Linked DNA regions of Rattus norvegicus: region 2 is linked to region 1. The links are chromatin contacts, called in public Hi-C maps. All regions are on one chromosome and are shown on one strand. Each heading gives the region's core, a stretch centred on a gene start, on an enhancer-like site or on the middle of the called end of the contact. The rest is flanking DNA. Distances are from core to core; before and after follow the strand shown. Region 1 overlaps Cmya5 (cardiomyopathy associated 5). Region 2 has its middle 47 kb from the start of Homer1.

The links. A called contact is a pair of places that touch in the nucleus more often than the background predicts.
Region 2: a Hi-C map of psoas muscle shows a contact between it and region 1, with 2.0 times the contacts expected there. The contact joins two enhancer-like sites.

Annotation. Positions count from the first base shown.
Region 1 is chr2:26,100,643-26,104,705 of GRCr8, forward strand. All of the region lies in intron 1 of Cmya5 (cardiomyopathy associated 5), which reads right to left. Among named protein-coding and RNA genes, the nearest start is that of Cmya5, 11 kb to the right of the region's middle. Within about 2 kb of position 2,374, at least 3 of the 93 cell types and tissues checked have an H3K27ac peak or open chromatin away from gene starts, as enhancers often do.
Region 2 is chr2:26,229,824-26,233,886 of GRCr8, forward strand. No RefSeq gene overlaps it. Among named protein-coding and RNA genes, the nearest start is that of Homer1, 47 kb to the right of the region's middle. Within about 2 kb of position 2,203, at least 21 of the 93 cell types and tissues checked have an H3K27ac peak or open chromatin away from gene starts, as enhancers often do.

The sequences.
Region 1 (4,063 bases), core at 1,124-3,623:
ACAATGCAGAGACTCGACACCACTTGAGTCCTGTTTGTACCCACCACAGATCATATATAAGACGGGGACTCGCCCGCACTGTGAGTTGAAGCAGTATTCTCCCGGAAGGGACAGGCCTGGAATCTAGACCACACAGATTAGAAGGGATTCACTTTCTGACAATACCAGATAGCCAAGGGATTTCAGTAGAGTGCTGAACCACGAAGGCAGACACTGTCATGTATAAGAGAGTGTGTGGAGCGCCCCCGCACCTCCTCCTGGTAGCTTTAACTTTGAGATGGAAAGGCATGCCTGAACAAACAGGATAAATGTCAGAACCTGCTGGTCCGTGATGGGGAAGAGACTCCAGACGGTTGTATTTATTTACTGCTGAACGTGGTTTCCAACATAAATTTGAGATATATTAACTAGCTTGTTCCATTGTTTCAATGAAAATGTAAAATATCTGTGGGAGAAGCAAACTCAAGAAGGTTGCATGTTAAATGACCCAAGGGAAGGTCATGAGTCTGAAGGACGTTTCCCCAGAGACCATGCTGCTTCTGTCTGCTGCTCCAGGAGACACTCAAGTCCTTCCTGAGGGTCTGGCAACTGTCCTCTGTCCCCGCTCAGAGACTCCCTCATATGTGGAGACCAAAGGTTGATTTTTGAATGTCTTCTCCAATCACTTCCCCACAAAGGCTATGGCATTTTTCAGTGCTAGTCAGGCACTAATCTCCTTTCTGTCTCAATGGCTTTGCTAGTCTGGATATTTTGTATTAATGGAATCACAAAATATATGACCCTCCATGCCTGGATCTTTCACGTAGCCTGCGGTTTCCAAATTCATCCACACTGCAGCATAGCGAGATGCTCGGTTGCGTTTTGTGATAAAATAGCATTCTCCTATATGAGTCATGTCATCTTTATCTGTTGCCAACGAGTCGTCACTCTCACCGATAATTACTATTTCAGTTATTGCCATCTTAGAAGGTGTGTTGTCATAGCTTGTGGCTGTAATCTGCACTTTTCCGATGGTTAACCACAGTGAGCATTTGTGTTCATTGGACTTTGTATATTCTCTTTGCAAATCTATCAATTCTTTTATGGCTGAATTACAGTGAATCTCAAGTCCTGTTCTGAGGTCTGGCATGAGGAGCTGTCCCCACTCATTTAAAAGCTTGTTTTCTCCCCTTCTCAGGAGTCTCTGCTCGGCCAGATCATCCTCAGATCATCCTGGGTTTATATTAGTAAGTTAGCTTCTGGTACAACTCATGGCCCCAGCTGATGGTCACCCTCATCTGGGGCCAATAACTTAGGTGTGGCAATATCAAGTCTGTTAGGTGGCTATCCTGTGCCCAAAACCCAGGTTTCTGAGTTGTGATTCTGGGCAGTTTAATGGCAAAAGTCGATCTAAGGAAACCTAGGGGATTGACGAATAGAAGCCAGCAGGCTGAGCCAGAATTGTGAGCTGGAACAAAAAGGAGTAGAAGAATCGAAGAAGCTGTTGCCCTTTCACAGTAGTCTCTACTAAGATAGGCTGCTGATCCTGGTTAAGTTATTCAAGTAAGACCCCTTTCCCTCAGTGTTATCTGCCTTGGTCCCCTAGCTGTGACCTCATCCCTCTGCCAGTCTATCAGCCAATCAATTTTACTGTGCATTTGGTTGCCAGGCAGATTTCATTTCTATCTCATCATCACTATCTCTCATGCTCTCTCTCTCCGAACATGTTACTTTTCCCACTCTTTAAACATTAGATGTTTTTGAGGGGTCTGAGACTCCTGAGGATAAGGGTTAGGAGGAGGTTGTTTGCAGCTTCCTGAAAGGTACCCCATGTGCACCTATCAGCCAGAAAGATGGGGTACAATTGCATGGCCACAAATAGGCCCACTCACTGCCGAGCCCCCATCTTTCCCTTCCTAAGGCCCTCGCTTCCAGGACCATACCCTAGGCGACATGTACCTGTTATCCCGGCTCTTGGGGAGCTGGGCTAGCAGAATTGCTGTCGAGGCTAACTTGGGCTACATGAGTTCTAGGCCAGTCTAAGCTTAAATATGAGACTATCTCAAACAAATAAAAGTATGTGGGGAGCAGATCTGAGAGAAGTCAGGGGAGGGATGGAGTAAATATGATAAATATACATTATATGCATATTTGAAATTCTCAAAGAAATTAATAAAAATACTTTTAAAAACTCAAAAGAAAGAGAAAAGCTAGATTGAAAAACTTAAAAATTTACCACCTTACACTTACTTCACATTAAAGAAAGTATGAGAATTTTGTGGCTATTACGGTAAATGCCTACGATGTGTATCATGTGACCCTAATGGCACACAGAGAAGTGTTTGGTGTCACCAGCTTTGACCTTCTGAAACCCAAGTGTGCTGGGTTGCCCAATGTCTATTTTTAAACACTAGGATGACTCTCTCCAGTACACACTAAGAAACTTAATATAGCAAGGGTGCTGGTCAGAGTTGGCAACAACTTTCTGGGCGCTTAATGCTTTTGCTTAAAAAAAGGGTAAATTAAAAGAATCACTTATTTGGGATAGAGAGAGGGTTCGGCAGTCGAGAACACATGTCGTTCTTACAGAGGACATGAGTTTGGTTCCTAGCACCCATGTCGGATGGCTTACCTGTAACTCCAGGGGAACCAGACACCCTCTTCTGGCCTCTGCAGGTACCCAGATACATGTATGCATAACCACAAACAGACAAGTACATATACACATAAATTTTAAAAATTTATAGAAAATAAATCTTAAAAATAATAAAATTATGCTCCAATAGAAAGAAGTTGGAAAATGGAGAACAGGTATCAGTTTAATAGGAATTATATGGAGTGCATGCCTTTATATGCATAGCATGTTACATGTTATAAATATTTATATGTGATTTGAAGACAGAGTTCAAGCCCTGTCATAGGACATGCTAGCATCCTTGCTTATGTCCTGCAAGCTTTCTGAAATTATGTAAATTACTCAATATTTTTACCTCCCACTTTCTCTCTCACAAAGTTAGGTGAAAGCAATGCCAGTGTCCTTGAGATATTATCGTCTTTAAAACCACTGCAGACAGTGAGGGACAGAGTTTGGAATGAGCTATGTGATCTCTGAGCAAGTGTTGATTTCCCTTCCCTCCCCTTGCCTGGGCCTCTGTCGCTGCTCCCAAACCTAAGAGGGTCAGGGGGATGACATCAGAGCGTCCCTCTAGGGCCAGTCTGTATTGGCAGTCAGGCTGTCCTGCCAAGTACATGACAAAACAGGGCTGCTTTTGCTGGATGGAGAGAGAAAGGTTGGCAGCAGGGACACTGGGACTGAAAGAAAACCACTAGGAGTCCAAACCAGACCCTACCTCATCTCCACGGGACTCAGCTCACCGTGCAGGGAGTTCAGTGACAGACACCTATCTGCCCACTCCATAGTCTAAGTAGATGTATTAGAAACTTTACTGAATGAGAGATACAATGGAACAGTACAGGACGATGGGTGATTTTTAGCATGTGCGTTTTCCTGAAGAAAAGCGCATACAAACGAAGCGTGGGAGGTCCGTAGGGGAGTGGGCTTTGACACTGAAGTTGGTAGGTAGAGCAACGGAGATTAACCTTCCCACATAGGCTGCACTTTACCAGATCAGGCTGTAGGATTTTTGAACTGAAGACGTTCCAGAGAGGATTCTTCTCTGAAGGAACAAACGAAGGCTGGACCTATCCCTCCTCAGTCTAGGGGCAGCTTTGGGACAAGCCACAGAAGGCAGAGACGTTCCCCGCAGACAATGTAACTGAGCAATTCTTTAGTGCTTGTCACCGTCCCCTCCAAATTATTGCATTTCTAAAGTCACTGAGTACTGTCAACCTCTGGTTAAACAAGTCTACCTACCTGATCCAAGCTCAATATCCCATGACATTTGTTTACATTCACTTGCTCACCCACTCACTTATACACTCACTGACACAACCAGCAAATGTGCCCTCCTCTGGGCATCCTGAGTGACTGTGGACGACATGAGAACATTTATAGCAGCACTTAGCAGCACAGGAAGTACTGGGATGGAAGTCCCACGTGTGTTGGGTCTGCCTTCTGCTTCAT
Region 2 (4,063 bases), core at 953-3,452, 130 kb after region 1:
TTGCTAGGCAAGCGCTCTACCACTGAGCTAAATCCCCAACCCCTTATTTTTTTATTTTTACAACAACACTTTACTCTTGGTTTTGTCTCCTGTGATTTGGGATTCTCGTCCCTCTCCAGGGTTCTGAAGTGATCCTGCTTTGTTTACCATGGGTAGTTTTATTGTTTCAAGTTTTCACTTTGAACTGGTAATCCATCTCGAGTTTACTTTGTAACTCAAAGTAACAAACTGAGACAGAAGACCTCCTTTTATTTGTGCATGCACATCCAGTTTCCCCAGTACCATTTATTTGAAAGCACTTTAATTGGTGTTTTTGTTTTGTTTAGGTAGAATACCACTGTGTACCTACCTAATACAATTCAATTCTTCTGCTTTCCAAGTGCAACAGTAGGGGTGTGGGCCACTTAATCTCAGTGTATCTAAGGGAGAGACAGTTGGGACACCTGACTCTAAGATGTCCAAAGAACAACACATCTCCTTTCTTCTAAGTTAATCCCACTCATGATTGCGCAGGTGGAGAAAAGGCTAGAGCATCCCCAAGGATTTAAACACAATGGCTGACGTAGTGCCCAGCCTAGAGCAGACTCTCAGCGAGTTAAACGAACGTGGATCTGAGTTTAAAAAAGTGATGGCAACACTTTTCAAGTTGAGATCTGGCTTTTCTGGTGGGCTCAAGGAAAAGAATGTTTATCTTGTAAAAATCTGTTGGAGACCAGCTGACCCACTTTAAGACTGAATTTCTCTCTCTGCAAAACAGGAGTAAAAATCTCATGTCTGTTGAAATGTTGGGCTAGAGTGAAGATAAGGGAGTTGTGCATGCTTGAGCACACCATGTTCCTTACAAGACTTGTTACATGAAGGTGCAGCTTAGCATCACTAGAAGCTGGCTATAGGGACCGCACAATATGTCATAGATATCCCCTGGCTCAGACAGAGTTCTGGTTTAATAACTCCATTCATCCCAGGCTGAAATGCATTCATTTTTTCTTTTATTTATGAGTTGATGAATAAAGCCATGTGATGTTCTTATCAGTCGGGTACCATGCTATGTTTCAGTGCATGATTGTATTTTGTAACATTTAAGCTGGATTAAACACATCTATTATTGTTTGAAGTGCATGGGATGGAATCTGGGACCACATCAAATAAATTATCACTTTGCACTGCCACAGCCCATGACATACATTTAATGTACTGAGACTACTAATCAGCTTAGCAACACAGTACACTAAGGAGGAGGATTCGTTGTTTCTTCTGGGATCTGCAGGTGCAGTTCCTCTGCCAAGAGTGCGTGTTGGACTGAGGTCACTCGTCCAGGAGAAGGTCAAAATCCAAAGTACGTGTTTTCCTTGATCCGTATTGTCTCATCATCATAAAGTGGCAGCGCTCTAAGTCAAATATCGCGTAAACCGTTGACTAACTGTATAGAAGTTGGGAGACACCTGCCATTTTAAAAATAATTATTCTCCAAAGGAAAAAAATAACACTTTTCACAAACTATAAAATAATTTCTTTTCAGGAAAGAATAAGAATATGAAAAAATAATAAAAATGAAGATAGTTAGCCTTGAATTTAAATACAAAAATCAACACATGAAGGAAGATTCAAGTTCCAAGTTGGTATATTTTCGTTTTCTCAGCATTTCAGTGAATAAAAATATACATTTAACTATATTTATTTTTAAAATGTCTGATCTTTTATATTTATTTTTAAAAAGTCTGATTTTTTAAAAATCTTTTTATTGGCTCTCCCCCTTGTTATCTTTGTCTTTTCCACAGTTCTGCTGCCTTTGAGAATGTTTTTTTCCTCCTTATAGGCTCATCTGACTTTCCAGGAGACAGCTCAAAAGAGCTGGGGCAAATGGGCTCCAAGCCAGAGACTTCAAGTTGAGCGGGTGCCCTGCCTTGGGAAGTGCAGCCCTGGGCAAGCCACTTCTGCTAAGAGACATAGCCCCACAGAATGGGGTTATTAAGCAGTAGCTAAACTATAGTTATCACCAAATTTTATTGATTTTCATATTGATTTTTGTCTACAGAAAGCTATCAGTTTTGCTTTCATCCATAATCATGCCTTGCTGGATAGCCTAAGTTGTTTATAGATCACAGCTTCTGTCATCCTCAGGTTTAGATACCCAACACTCTCCCTCCTAGACTCCACGACACCCTTCCCTCCGACTGGTGACTCATGTCTGAGCTGTCAGGCTTTCCTGGTTTGTATTCACCTCGGGACAGTCTCTGTTCTTGCTTCCCTGGCCATCTTCACCTCCTGCTGGTTCTTCCTGCCCTGCACAGACCCACAATTCAAAACGATGGTTTTCCCTAGAGTCTGTGTGCTTATCCTTCCTCAAACTGCCTCTTGCTACTCAGAATCTCCACTACCATTTTCCCACAGGCTTCTTGCTGGCAAAGTCCTGAAGACTCTCCACGTCCCACAGCTTCCTGCTCTGTCTGCATCTTTTGCATAGCCTCCCTGTTCCTGCCATATTCCCTTCAGGTGTCGATTCTGATGGAGAATAGGCCCAAGATAGGTGGTGTACAGCGGTAACCCCAGCACACAAGAGCCTGTGTCAGGACAACTGCATGTTCCAGGCTTGCCTGGGATACTCTGCAATCGAAAGGAAGCAGAAGAGAACATGGCAAGTCTTTGCACACTGTGGTCTCATAACCAGAACAGCACCGGTGTGTGGTAGTCAGTGGTACATAGGCAGACATTTTCTAGTCTTCTTGGTCTTTGGACTTGGTTCTCTAGATTTTCACAATCCATGCATTTTAGCATAGCGCTGTGTGTGTGTGTGTGTGTGTGTGTGTGTGTGTGTGTGTGTGTGTGTGTGTGTTTTAGAGCACTGTATGTGCTCTAGATCTGGGGTACACCTTCCTCCTAGTTAGCACACCGCTGGTACTTACAATAAGCATCTCATGGGGCATCGTTACCGCATCACGCATGTTATTGCTTAAGTCAAAGCTTTTATAATTAGAACAGAGAATGACTCAACATCCTTGCAGGAGGGGAGGAGAGGGGGTGGGGTGTATTTAAGACACTGCAGTGAGGCTGTGGGCATCCAAGCACCGGCAGCCTCACGGGAAATGAAGCAGCTTCTCTGTCTCTCACTGTGTCCTGGCATCTTCTGTCAGCCCCATCAGGTTTCAACTGCCTGGTCATGTGTCCCATTAGTTTTGATGTAATTTGAGTCCCTAACACTCTTGCAGCCTGCCTCTGTTGCTTCCTTTCTTGTTCTCAAAGATCGAAGAGTGCACTCCGATGACAAGGCTTGCCCGTCTGGGCCAACCCACATTTATTTATTTATTCATCAAATATTTATGGGACACCCGATACGTGCTGGGTACACTTCTACACGCCGACATAAATTTGACAAGAAAGACAGATGAGAACGTGTCCCTGGGGAGCTTACCTTTGGCTTCCTTCCAGCCAGTCACTATCGGCAGTGTTTGAGCTGGAAAGCACCTTTGGCCTCATGCTCTGAGTTGGAAGTAGGAAGGCAATGTCATGGGAGAGGCAGCATGGCCACCAAATCCACAGAGGTGAGCAAGGCAGACTCCCCTGCAGGATATGGAGGCAGGCATGGGAGTACTTTGGCATAACTATCCCTTGAAATTTTCAATACATGATGCATATTCCCTTGCTCCCGATGTATCTTATACGTGGCTTTTAAAGCATTTTTATGGGTATAGGTGCATATAGATGTATGCGGGCATGCACATAGAGGATAGAGGACAGCACTATTGTCATCTTCAGAAATGCCACCCACCTCCTTTGAGACAGAATCTCACTGGGTTGGAGCTCATCAATTAGGCCCCCAAGGGTCCTCATGCCTCCCCACCTAGCTCTAGGATTAAACATGTGTGCCACCACACCTGGAGTTTTTATGTAGATCCACTGCTCAAACTGAGGACTTTCCTGACGTGTAAGACTCTTCTGGCTAAGCTAGCTCACTAGCACCTCAACTCACCTTAACCCTTACATTCTTTGGTCAGTTCAGGGACGCAGTATTTGAATGCTTTCTTACATCCTCTAAGTAGATATCACACTAAGTGCAATTCGGAAA